Linked DNA regions of Gossypium arboreum: region 2 is linked to region 1. Evidence: chromatin contacts called from public Hi-C data. All regions are on one chromosome and are shown on one strand. Each heading gives the region's core, a stretch centred on a gene start, on an enhancer-like site or on the middle of the called end of the contact. The rest is flanking DNA. Distances are from core to core; before and after follow the strand shown.

What was found. Hi-C and Micro-C count contacts between places; a contact is called where the count stands out from the background.
Region 2: a Hi-C map of leaf shows a contact between it and region 1, with 3 times the contacts expected there. The contact joins the promoter of LOC108472946 here to the promoter of LOC108466598 in region 1. A contact is called at or near these places in 2 of 5 Hi-C or Micro-C datasets (both in leaf).

The regions. Positions count from the first base shown.
Region 1 is chr11:111,309,314-111,315,593 of ASM2569848v2, forward strand. LOC108466598 (GDSL esterase/lipase At5g18430-like) reads right to left here and starts at 2,748. Exons shown (of 5, transcript XM_017766985.2): 1 at 2,464-2,748; 2 at 2,232-2,362; 3 at 1,900-2,142; 4 at 1,459-1,711; 5 at 981-1,367. The coding sequence starts at 2,716. The coding sequence ends at 1,135.
Region 2 is chr11:111,793,481-111,799,760 of ASM2569848v2, forward strand. It overlaps LOC108472946 (dehydration-responsive element-binding protein 2D-like), which reads right to left and starts at 2,987. Exons shown (of 2, transcript XM_053022260.1): 1 at 2,210-2,987; 2 at 1,880-2,078. The coding sequence starts at 2,949. The coding sequence ends at 2,302.

The DNA of each region.
Region 1 (6,280 bases), core at 1,498-3,997:
GATTAAAAAGAAAAACTAGGGTCAAATGAAATTCTGCTACATTCTCACTCTTTTTAATCAAGTTCTATTAATTTGGTATAAGAGTCGATCGCAAGATAATTCAATACAAAATGTTATTATTATTATTTTTGCATAATTTCAATGTTTTTAGTTAAATTTAATACTTATCTTTTTTAGTTAAATTTGACCCTTAGGTTTAAAAAAAAAGAGTTAAATTATTTTTAACGAAAATATTGACTAAAATATTAATTTTTAACGATGTTGGTGTGACAATCTACATGTATTTTATGTTGACATGGTACTATTTATTTTATATGTCATGCCAACAAAATATTTAAAAATTTCAGCATATATATATATATATATATATATATATATATATATAATGCTTATGAAAAAAAAAACCACTAACATGAAGTACATGTGGATTGCTATACAAGCTACCATGTTTAAAAATTAACAGTATTTCTATTAAAAACAGCAATTCAATTCCTTTTAAATGGTTGATGGTCAAATATAACTTCTTCTTTTCTTAAAGTTAGAAGTAAAATTTAACTATAAAAGAGCTAAATTGAAAAAAATAAATGTTAAGGACTAATTTTAACATTATACGGAAAATCTTTTATTTAAGAAATAATAAATATTCTTATGAGAATATTTTTATTTTTAATATTCTAATATAACATTTGAGCACAAGACACCAAAATATCGTGACTCTCAACTTTACTATTTATAATTTGTTCTTTCATATATTCTTATAAATTTATTATTTGATATAGGTTAAAATGCAACTATATATCTCATTTATTTTTTTTATTTTTAAAATATCAATTAAGTATATATCATCCTATCTTAAATTTTCTTGTGGAGCTGTATTATATATTTCAAAAGATAAATTTCCCAGTTATTACTCCCTATAAACAGGCTATCTAGCCATCAATGCCCAAGGATATTGCGCAAGAGGTTTTAACAATCATCAATTCATTACAAATGCATGTGCATCATTTGAATTCCCCATTACATTCAACACAAAACAAAGGCAAACCGGCTCGAAATATAACATTTATGACAGTTGAAAGAAACAGATTATTACGGAACACCCAGATGATGAAAAAGAAGAAAATAGCGCTGATGTCAGATCCTGGAATCCATGGCCATGATGGTGCTGAGATTCATGGGGTGCATGTACTCATTGGATCCAGTCATTATTTGTTCCACAATCAATCTGTTAGCCTTCTCTGATGGATGGAATGGATCCCAAAATGCATAGAGAGCTCTGTTGGGACATAAATTTGACAGCTGAGTGCAGAGACCAAGTCCATTGTAAGGTCCTTGTCCACAACAGGCTATCTGTGATGTTACGAATCCTGTTCCAACCATCACAAAGAGTCAGGTTAACTTAAAAAAGAAATAATAATGACGGGGGAATGTTGAGATTTGGGGAAGCTAGGAAAGTACCGAAGGCTCGAGGGTCACTAACGAAATCATTGTGCATTCTTTGAGTATTTGCACTAATGAAGACATCTTTGCCAATCTTCTTGTTCAGTCCATTTAACATCTCAACAAGTTGTGGATTGTACAAAGATGCAGCGCGTTGTAGTTCTTCGAAGCATCCGCCATTGGTGCCCCGCATTGCCAGTTCTGCCGGGACACAACCCATTGGTCCAGTCCCCGTCACTAGAACCCTTCGGGCTCCCAGCTTGTATAGCCTCTGCATGAATAATGATGAACAAAATGGGGTTCACAAACTACAAATAAAACACGTGCATGGTGCAAGCTAAATGCTGTTTCTCCTTCACATGTTTACGAACTAACATTGTTCATGTCTTTAAAATATTCCCGACATTCTTGTGAGTGCCAGTGCATAGTAGGTAAAAGAAGTCGAAAGAGTTAATATACCATCAAAAGTCTTCGATATTCCGAAATTAGAAACTTGACATAATCAGGTAATTTGTATTCGCGAGATCTTGCAGAGTAAGGCACCAAGTAGTAGTTGTTGACGAAGTCATTACCACCTACTGTGATGAGTACGAGTGCTTGGTTTACAAGTTTATGAGCTTGCCTTGATCCTACTTGACCCGACAATCTTCGCTTGTATTCTTGAAACAACTCAAGCTGTCTATACATTCTTAGTATGTTTACCTGTAATATCAACATTTTGGGTTAAAATGTTACAACGCTGGCAGTGTTGATGAAGTATGATGAGGTTGCTTAGCTGCTGACTGACTTACAAATTGAACACCAGTATCATTAAGGATTCCCACACCAGCTGAGGCGAAGTTGGCACCAATAAGCAGCTTTTTCCCATTGAACTCTGGGCTCAAACATGGCAATGGGGATTCTGATAACCCAATTTTCTGACCTGCAGGCAAGCATTGATGTAGCATATATTTATGTTGTCTGCGGAGACAAGATAACAACATTAAAGAAACAAAAAGAGAATAACTTGACTAGAAACTTAACCAATCAAGTCTGGGATGTTAAGGCCATTAGAGAAGCGCCCGGTAGGTCTTCGAGTCGGATAATCGATTCCGTAAGGCGGTGCATCTGCACGGGCAGTTGTTGTAAGGTAGTTGTTGTTGCCACTATCAACAAGTGAATCACCAAAAATAAAGAATGCACGAGCGTCAGCTAAGGAAGCAATGCTCCCAAAGGCCAACAGGAAAAGCAAAACCATCAAAAAATGGGTAAATGTTGATGAAGAAGCCATTAGCATTATCACAAGAAAACCAAAGAAGAGTTTTCTATGTGAATAGGAAAACTCATGGGGGGAGGGGGGTTCGCTTTATAGAGCTGGAACTTCAGCCACCATTGAATTAAAGAGAAGCTAGAAGGCAAGAAAAGCGAGCTGTTTTTGGTAGTTGTATATACTATTTGCAGCAACTTTTGCTATTGCTTTTTGAATCACCGCCAAGAGATATGAAGATGGAATGGCACCTTTTCCAGGAGAATTTATTGCTAGTGTTGCATTTTACATGACAATGATCTGTCCCGCCTGGCAACTGCTTCTGGGTCACACAGGACTAGCTATAGGTTAGATATGAATTTATAAGATGCTTGAGCCTTGGCATTGCATTTAATCATAACAATACCATTCAAAGTCATCGTTTTAACCATTAACACTTTCCAGATAAACAGAGGATGAAAGGTTTAAATCTTGAAACAAGTGATACCGTTTTCTTACAATGAAGCTTTCTATACTTTTGATCTTGTACAAGAAGAAACATCAGTATGATTGAGGAAATGGGTTGGCTTAATTTCTTTCTAAAAGCCTGCTTTTCTTCTCATTGTAATGATTGGAACACAAATTGGGAAACATAGTTGTTCAAACTACATTAGTAACCTTGACTTGACAGCTTTAAATTTTGTTTTTATTGCAAACAACTGATTATAGCATTAGGGAAGATCTGGAAGTCCCATCAAATGAGCTAACATATCGGCACCATGAATTGGCTTACTTGCAGGTGTGAGTTAGAAGGGATGCATTTATGTATATTTTTGGAGTAATTCCTAGATGATCCTTAACAAGGATGCTCTTAATTTTTGGAGGGAAATTTCTCATGTGAAACAACTTCATGTCAATTATAAAAACATCACACATATATGGCAATTATGATGATATGAATTTATAACATAAAATTAATTTGTTATTAAGCTTTAATTTTATAGATGATAAATTGATAATATATAAACTGTCATGGTTGTAAATTAATCATCACAAAATATTTTCTTCCATTAGGATTTGAAAGGATAATTTTAAAATTTTTATAAAAATAAAATATATTCTTATAAAAAATTTCACTATAAAAGCATCAACCATAGTTATGAAGTGCATCATTTTATTAAATTAATTCTCTATAACAACATATTGTAAAAAATATTACGTAAAATTATAATTATTTTATATAAACAAGCATGTTAATTATAATTTATTAAAAAAGATCTTATTTCAATAAAATGTTTAAATTTCATATGAAAAACCCTATTAACCATATTTTATTAAATGAAATAATATTCAATGAGGGAAATTAAATATATCAATTCAATAAATTGTTAAATTTTTAATTAAATATTATACTACAAATTTGGAACATTATAAGCTCATAAGTTGATTACTTCAATTTAATAACTAATGACAAATTAATTAATTTAATTGGTCACTCACATAAAAGAATGTAAAATAAAATACGCATAAAAGCAACAATGCATGCATATGCTATACGCCATTTAATTTTGTTGGTTTGATTTTCACTTTCTTTTTTTTTTTAAATTTAATTCTTACTTTTTCTTTTGATGAAATTCATAATATGAATTTTATAATAAGTTTACAACAATTCTCTCTATAATAGTTATAACCGTCTTTCTATAACAAATAAAATCTTAACTGACAAATAGTGGTATTATAAAAAGAGTTAACTGTATTAACTTTAATTACTACATAACTATACAATAAATACATGAATATATACAAATATAACAACTATCTTCTCACCTTCCTTGTGTAATCCTAAAAACAAAACCTCAACTTTTACAATTAATTAATGGGTAATGTATAGTAGATTATTTTGAAGATGAGATCTTAGTAAAGTTTTTTGCCAAATTCTTACGAATTGATGATAAAAGCTCACGGTTTGGAGGCCTTTCTCCAAAGCTTCTCTTAGCCGATTATAGTGAAGTTTTCTCCGGTAAACTATCCCATTAAATATCTCTAAATAGATGTGGTTCTTATTTTAGTTATTTTAATTTTTATTAATTTAATCACAACAAAATTAATTAAATTTGTCATTTTATCATTAAATGGTAATAAAATACTGATTATATATTTTTTGTTAATTATTCTAAAATTAGGATAAACTACTCTAAATAGGCATTTCTATTTTAGTTATCTAAAATAATATGTGAAAATACACAATTAATCTTTCTGTTATTATTTAATGGTAAAGTGACCAATTTAATAATTTCTTTTTAAAGTAAAAAATTAATATTTTTAAAATTATGAAAATAAAAACAATGATGGAGTAGTTTACCCAGATTCTCTTTCCGTTACTTTTTACAATTGCTGCCAAAATGAATTCATTCCCTTCACCCCTTCATTCCGTGCTTTACCATGCAAAAGTTAGAAAACAATGACACCTAACCCACTCACTTTACACTAAATCTTACGCACGTAATTTGTACGGTTGATCCTGGATTTTATTATTTGTTTATCTAAAATTATAGAATAAATATTTAAACATAAAAGTAAAGAATTTAACTTTCTTATTTTTTAAAATTAAAAATCTGTTTTTAAATTATATATAACCACATAATAATTTAATTAAAAATTTTGAAAGCAGAATTCATTAATAAGGGGCAAAGTAGAAAGGTAAACCATAACACTATGGATGGGTTTGGATGGTCGGTGTGTTTACCTACGGTTAGTGTAAAAACAGCGGTGGCGGTGAGACTAGATATTGTAGTGTGAGACAAAAAGTAAGTTAAACGCATAGCACCGCGCCTAATCGCCTATCCAAACCCCCTAAAAAACCCTAATCCTAAGTCATAGGCTTATCTCATATTCCCAATCTTATGTCCCTCAACGTTATTGGTATTTGACAGGGAACAATCCAAATCTAAAATAAATTGAAGAAAATGGGGAGAGTCATCCCACGTTTGACAAATTGCATAGAATAATATCACCTGAGCAAGTTGATGGACTACTTTATTGATTGTACACTGTGTCCAGTAGGACAAATGCTGAAAATACCAACTCAACGAACCACAATCCTAAAGGATCACATCTAGTTTTGATGAAATAAAAGCCCTGATTACAATTTGGTAGTCAGATTGAATTATTACATAATGCTTCATTTTAAGCCCAGAGAGCATTTCATGGAGCTTCCATTATGGTCCTGCACAATTGCAGGGAACGATGAAGCGCCATGTGAATGAAAGTCAACGGCATCTATGTTACACTTAACCCAGCATCTACTCGGCCCAAATCCATTGATTACGACTTGAAGGACGCACAGCAGAAAGCTGCTGAACACAACCATAAACAACTTGAGCTTCCGACTAATCCTACAGTCGCTGATCAGCAACAATCATAACCCAGAAATTTTTGGTAGAACTATTCGTCGACAAAATAAAATGCAAGAAAGCTGCAATAGAAGAAAAGTATATTATCATGATCGTTCCACTCTTTTATCCCTTAATGGTTTAATTCCCATTTTAATCCCCCTTTTTTTATCAGATGGTCAAATTCTACCTCAAGTCCCTCCCATTTCTTCTCAACTTCATT
Region 2 (6,280 bases), core at 1,737-4,236, 480 kb after region 1:
ATCATGCAGAAATAATTGCAATGCATGAGACAAGCCGAAAGTGTGTTTGGCTAAGGCTATTGACCTAACATATCCAGAACATATGTAATTTGCCTTTACAGGAAAAGATGTCAACTATTTTATACAAAGATAATGCAGCATGTATAGCTCAATTGAAGGGTGGTTATATCAAAGGTGATAGAACAAAACATATTTCACCAAAATTATTCTTCACCCATGATCTTGAGAAAAGAGGTGATATAAATGTTTAACAAATTCGTGCTAGTGAGAATTTAGCAAATCTTTTTACTAAGGCATTGCCAACTACATCATTTGAAAGACTACTACACAAGATTGGAATGCGTCGACTCAAAAATGCAATGTAATGTTGCCATCATGGGGAGTCTAAAAATAAGTTGTACTCTTTTCTTTTAACGAAGGTTTTGCCCCATCGGGTTTTCCTAGTAAATATTTTTTTTTAACGAGGCAGCTTGTAATAGAAGATTGTGTACTATTTTTCCTTCATTAAGTTTTTTATCCCACAGGGTTTTTCGTAATAAGGTTTTAACGAGGCGCATTATCTACCAATGGACATCCAAAGGGGAGTGTTATGAATATCTTATTAAGTAGATGTCCATCATGATAAAGATAAAGTTTTGATGTACTTTAAATTCTAATAGTTATTAGAATTAGATCTCTACTTCTTTTATACTTCTTATGTGTATAAATAGATACTCTAATGAAGCATTGTAATCATTCCTTTTATCAATAAAGTACATTCTCTATTACTTTCATATTTTCTCTATTTTTGTTCTCTCCATCTCTCTTTATTTTATAACAAGATCAAAAATCTTACTTCAACAAAGTATTTGGGTGGGTTTTATTTATAAATTAAAATTTTGTAATTAACTGAATCAAGTTAATTTTTATTTAATTTATAATTAATTTAATTTTATGATTTAAAATAAATATTTTAAATTTTAAAAAATTAAAATAACTTAAAAATATTATTCATAAATACAATATAGGAGTTACTAATTTTCCTGAAAATTTAATTAGAAAAGTATGACGTTTTACTGAAAAATATGCAAAATTTATAAACAAAACCCATGAAATTTTACTGAATAATGTGCAAAATTTATAAACAAAACCCATTTTATAAGAATAAAAATAAAAATCCAAAATTTACGTAAAATTTATTTTTGAATATGTTATAATCTAGTTGTATTTAATTGGATAAAATTTTGGGCCTTGGCCCGTATGAGATTTGGAGACCATCATCATTTCTAATGGGGAAAAGCCCAATCTCAATCTCCACTGTTCTTGGACCTCAGGTCTTTGATCCATTACAGATTCACCCAAAGAGACCTGCTGATAATATGCGTTGTAATATCAGATTTAGAAGGTTTTATATCCTATAGAAACAATGATAATTTCTTTTGTAATATGTAATATCGTTACAGATTCATAGAAACAAAAGTTGGTAACAGTAGCTATATGTAAACATCGCTGCCCCTGCAGAACTAGGTTGTAAGGTATTGTTTTTTGTAATTTGAACTTTGGCTAGTTGAGTCACGTCATGATGGGTACGGTTTAGTCATTGGCTCCTAAAATAGCAGAAACAGAGGAAGCTTTTGCCCTGCAAAAGTTGTTGGTTATACTTATTCACTTGTTCTGTGCATCATTATGTCGTTTCGTTATTTATTTTTACAGCAACTAATGAGTGTCAAACAAGTTGATGGTTACTACGTTGTAATCATTTTAGCTGTTTGCAAACTTTTTACCTTCCTCTTTACCCCCATAAAATATGTCTCAACATTCCAGATCTTTGATATCATACTGTTATAACATATAAACATAGTAATATCAATGCTCTTGTTCTTTTTTTCTTTTGCTTAGCTCAGGGAAATAATTTTATTATTAATAATAATAAAAAAAGAGGATAAGACCTCAAACACCCAAATAGCCAGGTTTGCTATCGAGACAGCATAGCACAAACCAGAACAGCATCATAACACAGGTCTGAATCTCCTAAAAAACCAAAGGACTAGACGCACCAGCAAGGCAGGACATCCCTCCTCAGTCTCAAAGCAAACGAACTTCCCATTTGGAAAGAAAAAAAAAACTGCAGTTAGCTGCAAGTTTAAGTGCCATTGTTGAAGCAGATAAAAAAATACAGAGAAGCTGCTTCAATGGCAGCGAGGAACTAAGAAAAGAAAAAGAAACAGACCCTTGAAACTATGCATTACTTCACCATCCTATGGATCTCTCAAGCCCTCAAAATGTGCAAGGAAGCTTGAAAAGTTTTACACCTAAAAAAGCTTAAAAGAACCATTGGTTCTGGATTCCAGCAATTTCATTTCCATTCCAATTATCCCTAAACTCTTGACCCATCAAAACATCAATATCGCTCATTTCCAAGAAATCATTCTCTAATGAAAACTCAGGCCAATTAAATACTTCCTCCCCATCATCACCTAGACTTGACCCCTTAAACTCATTGGTATTTATTTCTCTTCTCACCATCCTCTCTTCACTACTTTGAGAAGAACTCACACTAGAACCTGGTGGTGACTCCACAACACAAAGACCATTCCCCAGAGGCTGTCTCATTGTTAGTCCAGTTTCTTTGCATGAAGCAACAAAATTTCCAGGCAAAGAGGTAAAACAAGGGGTTTGATGATCATCATGAGGTTGGGGAAGGTTGAGTTTAGCTGATGAACCATACAATTTCCTAGCTGCTGCATCATAAGCCAGTGCAGCTTCAAAAGATGTATTGAAAGTTCCAAGCCAAAGCCTACTGCCTCGATTTGGTTCACGGATCTCAGCCACCCATTTGCCCCAAGTCCTTTGCCTCACTCCCCTATATCTACACATAGCATTTTCAGGACCCCCTTTCCCTCTCATGCAACCTTTCCTTGATTTCCCCATGGAAGGCCTCTCCCCATTTGTTTTGCCTTGAGCTTCCATTGTAAAATTTTGCGCTACCAAAGATCAAAAGGCTACACTAAGTTACTGGGATTTTAAAGGGAACCAAATAACCCGACGGTGGAAGTTTCATTTGAGTCAAAGGAACTGGGTTTTGACACATGTAAAGGAACTGCTTGGCTGTTGGCTTTGCATGAGATCTAATTATCCAGATAAGACCAGTGTCAAGTTGACAAAAACACTTGTCTTCAATCTAGTGAAGTCCTTCATCCTTAAGGAGCTGATTAAATTAATTAGTTTTCTTTTTTTTTTTCAGAGAAAGGAAAAAACGAACTTCCATGAATATATATGATATGTTCTCCAAACATTGAAGATGATTAGGGCACATGTCAGTGACAGACGATGAAGGAAAAGCCACCTGTTAGCTTTATATTATTACTGGGATTTTTGTTTCTTCAATAAAGAATGGGAAATATCAAATATATTAGGTCCTGGTTTCGGGGAACATTGAATTGTTGGCTCTGCCTTTGAAACAAGCATGATTTTCAACTTCATATCTTTTATATTAATATAATTAACACGTATCATGGATGTGGTTGAAGCTTGAAGACAATTGCTGACCTCTTCAATGAACCGTGGGGGTGAACAATATATCTGCTTATGCCTTTATCTTTAGCCCACTTCCATGTCCCTATACAAAAAAGGAAGAGAACTCTTTTGTTTCTTCCTAGTTCTCATAAATTATGCAAGTGTTTAGTTCCTTTTTTTTCTTGGTAGTTGGTGATGCTGTAAAATTATCTGAGGAGATTGTGTGATTTGATTATGTGAAACACAAAAGTCATTAAAGTTTGAGTTTTGAAATACTAGTTTACTAAATCTCTATATTTCTATAATTCTATAATATATAAAATTACTAGTTTAGATTAATTTTAAAGATAAAAGGAAGATCTGAATACTAAGTTCAATACTTACAATGTACAAAAAGAAAGACTTGCAATGTATAAAAGAAACTTTGAAATTAATAAATGAATATATTTTAATTATATTCAATAATTCAAATAAAAATATTTTTGATGCTAATTACTGCAATTAAAATACAATATTTTAAAACTAATTAAATATTAAATGCATGAATGACTGATGAGAATATCCTTTATTTTCTATCATATTACTAAATTTTATTTTAAAATAAATAGAAGTTGTGGTAATTATACATTTAAAAGAATTAATATTTAATAGAAATTGTGATAATTATAATTTAATTTACAGTTATTAGTTAAAAATATTGTGCTAATTTTAAAATAGAGTTATTACTTGAATAAAACTATAAGCATAAAATATAAAAAAAATTGTGATAATTATAACTTAAATTACAATTACTAGTTAAAAATTTTGATGTAAAAAAAGTTGTCCTAATTTTATTTATAAAATAGAGTTATTACTTGAATAAAATTCTAAGCATTTTAATTATCACTTAATTAATATATTAGAGTTTTTATGTTAATCAACTATTGTTTTGAATAATGTTACTTTGCATTAATTATCTAAAGTAAAACTATATTGATTTGAAAATTTTCTATTATAAAATTTAAATTGATAAGTTAATATATTTAATTATATTTAATAATTCAAATAATAATATTATACTACAATTAAAAATATAATATTTAAAATTTGATTAAATATTAAATGAGTAAAATTATATGCAACCCATGTAATATTAGAAGTTTGTTAAATTAAATATAGAGTAAATATAATGATTCCATTTTAAGTAGATTGATTTAAGTTAATATAGAATAATCATCATCATCAATTATGTAAGATGTAAATGAATTAATACATAACATAAAATTATATGAAAATTAATTAAAAAGCAAAATCACATAAAAATATATTAAAATATGCCATTGGTCTCTATACTTTTCACAGATTTGAAATTATTCCTTGTGATTTTATTTTTGAAACTTTAGTTTTTTTTTTAATTTCAAAATTTAAGTTCAATTGTTAACACTATTAATTTTTTTAAACTTTGTTGGTTTGATATTTTGAAATAAAAATATATACTTGTTAGCAATATAACTAAAATGATGTTGTAATGAATTTAAATTTAACAAAATAATTTTAACAGATTATCAATTGGACTTGAATTTTGAAATCTAAAAATAGAGGGACTAAATTCCTAAAACAAAAATTCAAAACCAAACTTCAAATTTACAAATAATACAAATAATTATGACATAATTTAACCTAAAAATGATATGAATGGAATGTATATCAAACTTAATGTTAACGCTTAATCTAGCAAAAAAATTATTAAGACTTAAGAGATTATAGGCAGTAGAGCTTTTTAACTCCACAGTAAAGTTAAAAATCAATTATTTGTCCAATGGCGAATCATGATGTATAATTTTGAGTCGGCAATTATAATATTAAGGGTGTGCTTAGTTGAGTGAAAAAAGTGAAAGGATAGAAAGAGAAAGAAGAAAAATGTAAAAAAAAATGAAGGAAAGAAAATAGGAAAGATGCGATCATTTTTTATACTAATGCACAAAAAATAATCTTTCTAAATTGGAATGATAAGGGAAGAAAAAATAAAAGGAGAGTGCAAGATAGTTCAAAATTACGGATTTTTTTTTATAAGTTTTATTTCTCATTCCTTTTATTTTTTCAACTCTACGAAATAGTGGATAGAAAAAAATTTATTTTTTCTTTTAATTTTTTTATCTGTTCTATCAAGCACACTATAGTAAAAAAAGTTATATTTTTAATTTTCCATTTTCTCAATTTTCTTTTCACTCTCAAGTAAATTTTAATTTTGAGGAGCTTTTGATAGTATTTCGATTGCATAGGAGGTAATTTTCTAATATGAAATTCTTGAATGTGATAATGAGATGGTGTAACACCTCTCACCCATCTTGATGTACAGTATGAATTAATTAATTTTAAATTTTTAAAAATATTTTTATGCTTAAAATTAAAAGAGATAAAAAATTAAATAGAATGTAAAAATGATATTCTTTATTATTATGCCTATTGTATAGTAATATTACTGTTAGCCTCCTATCCTATATTGCTTTTGTCTTCGCACTTTTGAATGTTGCACTTACCTATTACAAATAAATATCAACATATTGAAAAAAAATGAATGCTAGAATAGAAAATAAGTAAAGAAAATGACACATAATAAGTTTTCTTATCAATAGAAAATTTTAACATTATGGCAAAAGGCTCATTTGGAAAAATTCAACCAAAAATCTTAATAACTTACTGAATATGAAGGTGCATTAATCTATTAGTGAATGTATGATTCTTACATAATAATTGTGTAGAGATGGTATTAAGTAAAAACAATTGCAAACTAAATCAAGACATT